2 separate regions of the Mus musculus genome follow, and region 2 is linked to region 1. Evidence: chromatin contacts called from public Hi-C data. All regions are on one chromosome and are shown on one strand. Each heading gives the region's core, a stretch centred on a gene start, on an enhancer-like site or on the middle of the called end of the contact. The rest is flanking DNA. Distances are from core to core; before and after follow the strand shown. Region 1 overlaps Tbc1d1 (TBC1 domain family, member 1). Region 2 has its middle 34 kb from the start of Klf3.

What was found. Hi-C and Micro-C count contacts between places; a contact is called where the count stands out from the background.
Region 2: a contact with region 1 is called in a Hi-C map of bone marrow-derived macrophages, with 15 read pairs. The contact joins two enhancer-like sites. A contact is called at or near these places in 1 of 15 datasets of contacts at CTCF or cohesin (the NIH/3T3 cell line) and 1 of 484 Hi-C or Micro-C datasets (bone marrow-derived macrophages).

The regions. Positions count from the first base shown.
Region 1 is chr5:64,295,330-64,300,522 of GRCm38.p6, reverse strand. The region is part of intron 14 of Tbc1d1 (TBC1 domain family, member 1); the gene reads right to left. Among named protein-coding and RNA genes, the nearest start is that of Gm38634, 41 kb to the right of the region's middle. Within about 2 kb of position 2,017, at least 178 of the 459 cell types and tissues checked have an H3K27ac peak or open chromatin away from gene starts, as enhancers often do. A contact at or near this core is called in bone marrow-derived macrophages, where this site is marked.
Region 2 is chr5:64,766,648-64,772,485 of GRCm38.p6, reverse strand. No RefSeq gene overlaps it. Among named protein-coding and RNA genes, the nearest start is that of Klf3, 34 kb to the left of the region's middle. Within about 2 kb of position 2,920, at least 2 of the 459 cell types and tissues checked have an H3K27ac peak or open chromatin away from gene starts, as enhancers often do. A contact at or near this core is called in bone marrow-derived macrophages, where this site is marked.

The DNA of each region.
Region 1 (5,193 bases), core at 768-3,267:
AGTGCTATGGATCTTAATGAGGGTTTTGTAAAGTATTCTACCACTGAGCTAACCTCTTAGCCCCAAGGGTACCTTTAAATAAGTTTCAGATTAAACAATGACTCTACCCATCATGTGCACCGTGACTATTAAATAAAGTATAAAAATACATCTGTCTTTTCAAACACTGGCCAAATCACATGATCTTAGTCAAAGGCAATTGTTTGAACTCAAATTAACACCATTTTCTTAAGAAATGCACTCAGAAAGGGGCTCCTCCCTACTGACCCAAATCTACCACCCACACAAATCGAACAATAATAAATTCCCTTCAAAAAACCCTCCAGATCTGAACATAAATAGTCAGGGACAGAAACCAATGAGTCACTCACACAACAGAAAAATATACTACAGAAAGCTAAAGGCACCATTGCCCAACCCATGTTATTAGCTAAGTGCAGTGAAGCAGCTTGTTTGGAGTGTGTGCTCGCATGTATACACACACACACACACACACACACACACACACACACACATACTACACACACACACTCTGCCTGTGCACCTCTCCCCAGCTCTGGCCTCTGCAAACCCGGAGGCATGGTAAAAAGAACCAGAGAAGACACCTACTTCCTTATTTGTCCCCAAGCCTCTCCCAGCCGCGGCACAGGTGTAAGCCTGGCACGGGTGCTATGGAGGCTAAAAGGAGGCCTGGAAAGAGTCAAGAGGTTAAGTTATGGAGCAGGAGAGAGGAGGGAGAGTATGCTTTCAAATAAGCCCTCGCCAGGGGCTGGGGAATAGTGAGGAGCTAGGGAGTGGCTGGGAGCAGGGGAGCAGTGGGAAGCAGAGCTGCTGGGCTTCTATGCTGTTCCTAATCTCCTACCCAGTAGGGGCCAGGGCTTCATCACAGGCATCTGGGAGGGAGCAAACATTGAACCCATAGGAGAGGCAAGGGCCCCTTCATTCTACTTACACCAGCAGGGAGGAGTCCTGCAAACATGGTGTGTCCACTGCATTATCCCAGGGCAGGGGGCATGTCCTATAGTTTTAGACATGTATTAAAGTTTTCATTTGGGCATGGTAAAGACTATTACAAGGGCTGGAGGTACACCCCTAGTGAAGCCCGTGATGAGCCCTTGTGAAGCATTTTTTATAAAATGATTCCCCCTGCCCCCCCACCCCCCCCCCACACCTCTAAACAAAACAGAAGAGAGTTGTGCCTTGGGCTCAGAGACCAAAAGGATGGTCTGAACTCTGGTGGGAAGGACAAGCAGACTAACATAACAGCTCAAAAACGCCCAAATTTCCCTTTCTGGGCCAGGGAAATTGTAAGATATTTATCTACATACTTCCATACCTTTACCTATTAATGACAAGATACACTTTTAATGGGCAAGCTTGCTACAGTGGAACTTCCCAAGGACACACACTCCTAATACTTCCTTATACTCTCCCCCGGCCTGCCCTTGAACTCCTGCTGCATGTTAGCATTTGCTAGCACTGCACTCCAAGCAGCTCTCTGGCGACTAAGTCTTTGCCATGATGGGGTGCAGGGTCTGAAGCCCCTGAGCATATGCGTGTTGTGGCAAGGCTCTGAAGCAGGGCAATGGTGAAGGGCAAGCTGGGGTGCACTGGGGACTCCACTCCGCTCCGGAGATGAAGCTTTATATCCAGAAGCTACGGAAGAACGAGCAGAGTCACGTGGCAGAGATGAAGCTTTATATCCAGAAGCTACGGAAGAACGAGCAGAGTCACGTGGCAGCCCATGCAGGGCAGACATTCATAAGTGCTGGGGCACGGGAGAACGTAGGAAAGGAAGCAGGCGGTGTGAGAAGACTCTCAGGGAGAAAGTCCCAGGAGGAGTACAGGGAAGAAATGTGTGAGCAAGGGAAGAGTCAGAAAAGCCATGGCTAGGGAACAACCGGAATTCCACAGGGACCTTTATCTAAGTCGCTGCTGGACCGCAGGCCTGAGTGGCTCACAGCTGTAGCCAGGACCTCTGCTGCCCTCCTCCCCCGCCCACCTGCCTTGTGGGTATATGTCGCTGAAATTCTAGTCCCGCCCACCTATTACACAATGCTTATCTGGGTGTGATCTAAGGCTGGAATCCATGAAAGGAAGCCTGTGAGTTGGGAAACACTTTTGTGCTTGCTCGGAAGAGGGGATGAGGAAGTTTAAGCATAGAGGGATGCTATGAAACAGAAGTTTAAACTAGTGGACCCAGTCCTTGCCCGACTCCTATAATGTTCAGCTTGTTAAATGTGAAATTGTGGCCTCTCTCCATGGAAAACACAGCACTAAGGCTTTCCTGACCAGGCAAACATCCTGGACATATCAGCTTAAGAGACAGCATCGTCCTTAGGTATCCGCAACTGTTGAGGCAGCTGGCAGACTGAGGCAACCAAGCAAATGGCCACACATAGTCTAAGGGACCAGAAGATGTCTTTTTGACAATATGACTCTTCTGCAAAAATGACAGCCTCTGTGATGTTAAGTGTGAGCTGAACATAGGTGTGGCAGTAAAGCCTATAATCCAAGCACTCAGGAGGACTTCTGAGGTCAAGGCTGGTCTGGCCTACACTGCAAGAGTTTGTGTCAGAAAACAAAGCTGAACAATGTGGCTGCCATTTGTAGGGGAGGTGCCTACTTTTGTTTTCTAAATCCCCAAAGAGAAGAGGCTGTCTGCATCCTATGTGATTACAGCTTCCACTGACTGGTCCACATCCCTCCTATCAGGTAGACGCTGTCATTACTCTATGCTATACCTGCATATCTATGGAGGACATCGCAAAACCAGTGTTAGCCACACAGGTCACAGAGGAGCCACAATGGGGTAATCACCTCACTAGACTGACCACTAGCAAATTAACCAGAAAATAGCAAGAGAAGATGTGTGTGTGTGTGTGTGTGTGTGTGTGTGTGTGTGTGGAACCCTAGGGCACCGGGAAAGCACCAATGCTGTGAAAAGAGTGTGGCACATTAAAAATACAAGGGTCATTTGGTCAGGCGCCTCACTTCTGGCATTTGCACCAAGGTTCACAGTTAGTCACAACTGCTAAGAAATGGGTACTAAAAAAGGCCAGTCAATATAAGTAAGCAAAACCACACGTGGCACACAAAACACTGCAGGTATAATTTGACCTTGAAAGGGAAAACCTGCTATGAGCTAGCAAGAGGAAACTACTTAAATAAACTTGAAACAAGAAGACAAAGGCTGCCTTTCACAGGAACCATGTAAAGTAGCCACATTCATAGAAATAGAAAGTAGAACAAAGGTTAGTGTGGGCTGGGGACAGGGGAGGGTGCTAATGGCTTTAAGGGTTTCACTTTTACAAGAGGAAACTCACAACCAAAGCTGAGCATCTCAGCCGCTTCGAGGTGTAAGTGTGTGTTTTACACACAAACCAATGCCAGGGCACTACTCTGATCTGCGAGTACCTCCAAGGTCACGCAAGTACCTCCAAGGTCACCAAGTACCTCCAAGGTCACCCAAGTACCTCCAAGGTCACACAAGTACCTCCAAGGTCACCCAAGTACCTCCAAGGTCACCCACTTTCTCTCAAATGGCCAGAAGCAAATTATTATCACAGCGGGTCTTAGTAACCAGCATGGAATCTTACTTTTTAGTTTTTTTCCTTTTAAACAAGTCTTGCAATGTGGTACAATCTGCCCTTGAACTCTCTGCTCCTCCTGCCTCAGCCTCCAGAGACTATGGGAGTGCCCTCTCACACCAGGCCTAGAGTTTTGCTTTGCTTTGAAAACAAAGGCTTGCAGGCTGGAACGGGGCAGTGGAAAGAGCCTACAGATTCCCCTCTGGAGCACCACAGCTGGGAAGGGGAGGAGGGCATGAGAGGAAGAGGCCCGGCATGAGGAAGACTTCTGTAAGCCCGCGGCCTCCCAAAGGTCCCATCACTTTGACATCACAGCAGTCCAGAGCTCAGCATCTCCGTGTGGATGTGTGTGGAAAGTTCCCCGTTCTTTTCTGAAGACTCCCACTTCTGCCTTGTGTGGGAGGCCTGAGCTCTGAGGAGCTGTGCAATGCTGCCCCCTCACAGCTCCACAGTGACCATAACACATCTGACACAACAAGGAGCTGAGATAGGGACCAGGCACGGAGCTGAGAGGAGACAAGCAGGGCAGCCCCGCTAGCCCATGCTAGACCATGCTAGCCCATCTCCAAGCATCTGACAGGCTACTCTGTAAATGGTCCCCAAAGAACACTGATCCCAGACTCTTCTAAGTAAAGGACAAATGAAGACTGCTGTGAGCACTGGAGCTATTAAAGGACAAATGAAGACTGCTGTGAGCACTGGGGCTATGGGTCTCGGTCTTCTCATATATAAAGTGAGGCACTATAAGAATTTTCTTGTTTTGTTTAAACATGAAAAAAAAATTCCAGGCTATCAAGAAGAACTTTTTACAATCTATAGCCTTAGGGTATTGATGACAAGATTTAATCAAGTACAAAAAGAATCTTTCCACCTTGCTTACCATCAGTGTCTGTAGAAATGGCTTGGTGCTAAGAGCATGTACTGTTCTTGCAGAGGACACAGTTTTGGTCCCCAGTACCCACACTGAGCTGTACCCACAGTGAGCTGGCTGGAGTCACCTGCTGATCTTAGAATTCAATAGCCACTGAGGAAGATGGGCTTATAGTCCTCCATTGTTTCCTGAGTGCCCTTAGGCACAGCTACACAGCACAGGAGATGGCTAAGAAGCTGAGAACAACTTCCTGTCATTGAACTGGAAATGAGTGAGACAGGAAGAGGCTCAGGGAAGACAACCTGCTTGGTGACACTCTGCCACAAAAAGAGGCAAGAATTGGAGAGAAGAATCTACCACCAAAAGGCCTGGTGACCAACAGGTCCTGTTCTCACAAGCCTCAGCTTCTTCATCTATAAGGAAGTTGAATAGATGACTTTCAACATCCTCACCTGCTTTTAGGATTCCTTGAAAGTGGTACACTTGATATCTATCACACACTTTCAGCAATGCTATTTTGGGGGAGAAGTATGGGCAATCTTGACTCTGCCTATAGATGACCATATCAGCGAACAGAGAACACACACACTTGGGCTCTGCAGCTTCCATCAGTAGTTCTGAGTGGCAGGCAGTACAATGAGAAATCTCCTTAGATCTTTCTTGGGCAGCAAATCTAAGGAGGCAGGGGAGTGGCAGGATGATACTACTGAACTGGGTGCGGGGGCATATTCT
Region 2 (5,838 bases), core at 1,671-4,170, 470 kb before region 1:
GCTATGCAAAGTGGGGAGGGAAGCTCAATAAATATGCACTATGCATAGGAGTCTTTGAGCCTTTCCTGAGCACTAGTCCCAAGTTTGTAAAATGACACAGCACAGTTAGGGAAATAAGACTGGTAAACTGTAAAAAAAATCTCAGCATACATGAGAAATTGGACTATGTAGATCTGATTAGCTGTAGAAGAGCCGTTGGAGCACTCACTGGAGAGTCTTGACTCATGTGTTAGTAGGACAGAACTATCTTAGGAGTAAAGTATACTGTAGACCAAAGGGTGGAATAGTTTTTCAATTTATAGGGAACAGATACATGATACTTGTGGGGCCATACGGTCTCTGCGTGCTCTTGAGAAAGAAGGCAGCCATTGACATTACAGAAGTACTAGTTTGACCTGAGTTCCTCTGATGTTTAATATTGGTTGATAGCTTGATTGGACGGAGAGATTCTTAGTATAGTAAACCACACCTTTGGGTGTCGGCAGAGGATTCACTGAGGAGGAGAGACCTGCACTGAATGTGGCTATGGCTGCAGTACTTTGGAAGTAGAGGCAAGAGGGTTAGAGCTGCAGCTCATCACTAGCTGAGTAGTGACTACAGGAGAACCTATTTAAAACATTTAAAAAGTTCAAGGAAATGTCAGTCTTTGATCTTGACTTAATCAAGATCAAAATGATAACTAGATGGAACTATGAAACTTAGTGTACCAAAAAAAGGTAAACATGTGGGCGGAAAGGAAAGATTTTTGTTTTGTTTTGTCAGTTTTACACTTTTGAAAATTTCATTATGTAAAGTAAAATTAACAATGTGCATTTGAGACTTATCAAATATGTAGAGAGGTAAAAATGATTGGTAATAAGTTGAAAGACAGGATGGAGAAAAACAAATCCTACAGGTGTAAGTTTGGCATCATACATGAAATAGTATAATGTTATTTGACTACAATGAGTTAAAGTGGGTATTATAAAAGAGGGTTGTTTATAAATGCAGATGCTCCTCACTCGGAGGAGTTACATCCCAAAATATCATCAAGGTGAAAATCATTAGGAACACAGTACCCTGTGGAGTATGAGTTACTTCTCTTTATGATTGTATGGCTGTGTAAAGCTGCCTTGCAGCTGGCAAGCACCATGAGAGAGTATTATACCACATCATGGAGAAGAAGATCAAAATTTAAAATGTAGTTTCTACTTAATGTATACTGCTTTATCAATGTTGTGAATTAAAAATGTAACTTGAACCGCTGTGATTCGTGGGTTGATTGTGCATACCTGTGTATATACCATGTGTAAATACTGTGTATATACCATGTGTAAATACTGTGGAGATAAACTGAATATTAACAGGGACCAGTTAATTTAAAATAAGCAGAAAAGGGGGGAAGGGTAATAATTACAAGTAAATCAAATAAAAAACATTAGCAAATAATTCATTTAAATTTAACCACAGTGATAATTATATTAAATATAAATGGTCTAGACACTACACTTAAGAGTCAGAGGTTGTCACACTGTCAAAGAACAGTTAAGATATAACATAAACAAGAAAATCACCTTAAATGTACAAGCCAGCTGCATCTGAAAGAAAGGCAAAAGACATGTTATACAGATATATATTACAAGAAAGCTGGACTGGTTGTATTAGTATCAGAATAGATAATAGAAAATAGAAATGTTACTGGTAATGAAAAGAGATTTTTCATAATGGTTGAAGTGTAAATACCACCTAAAAGATATGATATGCATACTTTTTGACCACTCTAAGCACAAGGTAGCTTTGAAACATTTGTAGCAAAACCTCACAGTTCTGAAGGATTTTTTTTTTCCTTCAGGGTTGGGGATTGAATCTAGAACTTTGGAAGTGTTATCTACCACTAAGCTACAAACACAGCTCTTCGTGAGAGGACGGTTTAACAATCTATAGTTACAGTTTCAGATTTCAACACTTTTCACTTAATAATCAACAAAGCAAGAAGATAGAATCAACAGGAGTTTGAAGTTGTGAACATTGTCATCAATTAACTGGATCTAATTGGACTTGCCCCAAAGACATCTAAATACACATTTTTTTTCAAGTTCACTTAGGATATTAACCAAAGGAGACCATAACTTAACCATGAAACAAGTCCAACAAAGTTAAAAGTATTGCAGTCATAGAGTATGTCCTTTGACTATAATTAAATAAATTAGAAATCAATAGCAGCTATTTGGAAAAATCTCTAAATATTTGGGAACAAAGCAGGACACTTCCAAACAACACACAGATAAAGGAAACAAATCACAAAGAAACAGAAAATATTTTGAACTAGGAGAAAATAAAAACACATGTACAAAAACTTGTGGGATTTAGCCAAGGCAAATGCGAGACAGTAAAGGCTTATATTACAAAGGTCTAAAAATCAGTAATCTAAGATTTCACCTCGACAAAAAGCAAGAAATGAACAAGTTAAATCCAAATAAGAAGATACAAGATCATAAATATAAAAAGCACATATCAATAAAAGAAAAGAAAAAGAAATGATAGAAACTATGAAAACTAATGTTGGTTTAAAAGTGTTCAGTTAAATTATAACCCTCCAGCTAGACTCAAAAGGGAGAGGGCAGACGTTAGTAATACTAGTAGGAAAAAAAAATGTGTTATAGGCACAATAGATATGAACATAATGAAAAAAACTGTAGATCATTTTATGTCAACAAGTCCAACAGTTTAGACGAATTTGTGCAATGGCCTCTTTTCTGTGGCTGTGAGAAAGCACCATGACCAAGACAACTTATAAAAGAGTTTATTTGGGATTAAAACTTGACAGGGATAAGACTCTGTCATGGCAGGGAGATGTGGCAGCAGGTAGCAGGCATGGCAGGAGGAAGTTTAGATTCAGACCTCGAACCAAAAGCATGAAACAGACAACAAGCCAGAAGCAATCTGAATTTCTCTAACTGCTGCAGCTATAAAGGCTCTCTTACACATTATGGGGAAGTTGCACCAAGCCATGAATCTTGCTGAGTCTTAGTTTTTTTAAAAAAGGTTTATTTATTTATTTTATGTGCGTTGTTGGTGTTTTGCCTGTATGTATGTCTGTATGAGGGTGCCAGATCTCCTGGAACTTGAGTTACACACAGCTGTGAGCTGTCAGCTGGGAATTGAACCTGGGTCCTCTGGAAGAGCAGCCAGTGCACTTAACCACCAAGCCATGTCTCCAGCCCCTTGAGAAACCTTTTAGAAGAACTCTGTGAGGTAAAGGATATTTTTGTGAGCACATAATAGCTGGATACTGTACACAGAGACACGGATGGGCCTCTCTGCAATTCTATAGCTACTATAATCTGAACATTTGTCTGCCCAATGTCTGAAGTGGTCCTCTAACAATACAAGTGCTTGTTGGGCCTGCTCATCTTCATGTCATGTTGTAAATGTCAATGCAATTTTTATTTCCTCAGATTAAGTGATTAGATGAAAGCCATATCCAAGCTCTGCAAACACATGGCTGACTGAGCCTAGAACATTTTCTTTTCTGCCTTTACTCTCTCTAGTCCTTGAATCTTCTTGTCTTTGTAACATCTAATCTTCTGGGAGCCCAGGACTTGACGACTTCAGCTTTCAGCCTCTGTCTACTAACCTAGGCCTAGACTGTTTCAACCAATGAAATTTACTCCTGAATAAACTCATCTCTCTTAGCTCTTTCTGAACATTGGCTGGCTGGTTCAACTCAGCTGTCGGCTCCAACTCCTCTTGAAGATAACTGCTTCAAATCGGCTTCTCTCAGCTTCTGACTGAATTGCTCTGCTTGGGAAAAACTGCCTCTGAACTCCATGGACAGAAGTGCCCTGAACTGCACCAAACTGAACTGAACTAAATGGAATAGAACTGAACAGGATTGAATTGGATTCTGTCTCCTTCACTGCTCTTTAAGTAGCCCCCCTTTCTTGCCTGTTCTCATGAGAGTTGGGCTTATCCTATCTCTCAGTTATTCTTTCGAATGTTTCTCTGATTGGTCACTTTGTCTGCCCCTCAATTAGATGTCATTGTATATGGAATTAAAGGTGTATGTCTGTATTCCAGACAGAGGGATTAAAGGTGTGTGATGTGCCTGCATTTATATCTTTGGATGTGACCTCTTGTTAGAGCAGCCATGTTACTGAATTAAAGTTCCTCTGTACCCATAGCCTTGCAGGGCTTGGAGTATCAGCCCTCTAGTTTTCTGTTCATGATTTAGAACTGCCACCTCAGTCAGAATATCAAGTAGAAAACACTTCCAAAGAAAATTATATTTATTTAGTTGTAAAATCTGTTTTACCAGAGTGGGACGTGTCCTCTATGGCACTTGAAGCTTTTAGTTAAATTTTTGGTTGCTACAAGTATTGTGGCTTCCATGTAGAGAACAGTGATTTCATTTTCTTTGGGTAGAATAAAATGTCCCTTTCCTCCCAGTGTAGACTTAGATCTCGGTGCCACTACCAAGACTTGTTTACACAAGGACTCATGAGAGTCTTTACAAGCTGAGAGCTCTGTGTCCTCAGTTTGCAAGATGGGAGGCTCTGTAATGCTTTTCTCTCTCTACCTCCTCAGTTCCTTCCATGTTTCCAGAGCTTCAGAAGTCTGATTTCCTGGAGAGTAGTGTTTCAAAAACGTTTGGACTATCATCCACTATAAGAACTACACTTAGCCAGGAAACTGTGACTCATACCTTTAACTTAGTACTCAGGAGGCAGAGGCAGGCAGATCTCTGTGAGTTTGAGGCCAGTCTGGTCTACAGAGCAAGTTCTAGGACAGCCAGGGCTACACACAGAGAGACCCTGTCTCAAGAAATTGCTTGATTGGGCAGTAGGTCAGTTAGTCAAATGCTTGCCTAGGGCTCATAAAGTCTTGGGCTTGATCCCAAGCACCACACGCACCAAGTGTGGTGGCACATACCTGTAATTTCAGCACATGAAGGGGGAGGCAGATGATCAGAAATTCAGGGTCATGCTCAGCTACGTAGTAAGTTCAAGGCCAGCCTGGACTATATGAGACAATGTCTCAAAACAAAAACAAAAACAAAACAGATGCCCTCCTGTAATATACCTCACAAAAGAAGTAGCACATATTATAATATAAGTATACATATTAGTTTAAAGTATATGGTAATATAGATGATCCCTTTATTTATTGTACAAGTTGGGAAAATTATTACTGAAGATATAACTACACTGGGACAACAGAAAGAAATTGTCTTTTTTGGGGAAAATTGGAACATATGTCCTAAAACCATTTAACCATATTTATTTTGATACATTCTGTTATCTTATCAACCATTCTAGATAATTAAAAAATGCTTTTGGGGATGTGTTAAACTGTTTTCTGTAGCTCACTAATGATTCTCTTCCAAGCACTTTGATTCCCTCTAGAGAAAAACTAGTTTGTTTTAATATTCCTGAGTCCAGAAGCACTAAGTGTTATTAACATAATTATTTTCATATACAAATATGGAGAACTCAGGCTCCAGGCCAGGATGACTCCTAATTGCCAAAGCTACTCTTAATCCAATTGTTCCTACTTATTCAACTACTAAGTCTTTAGCACTCTTTATGCTTCCCAGTGCTGGCGATGGCAAAGGACTGGCTGTTGGGATTGGGTTGTTGTGTTGTAGTGGTGTTTACACTTATAAAAGTATGTCTTCATAGTACGTGTGTATGAGGGAGTACTGTAGTGTGTTGATCCAGAGACCATAGGGACAGCAGGAAAGGAAGTCCAACAAGATGGCCTGTCAGATGGAATTCTGAAGAGGAGTAGCAATTCTGTTTGTCCAGTTTTTCAGGAGGATACTGTTGACTTTAGGAGTGGGAAGTCTCACCAAAGAAC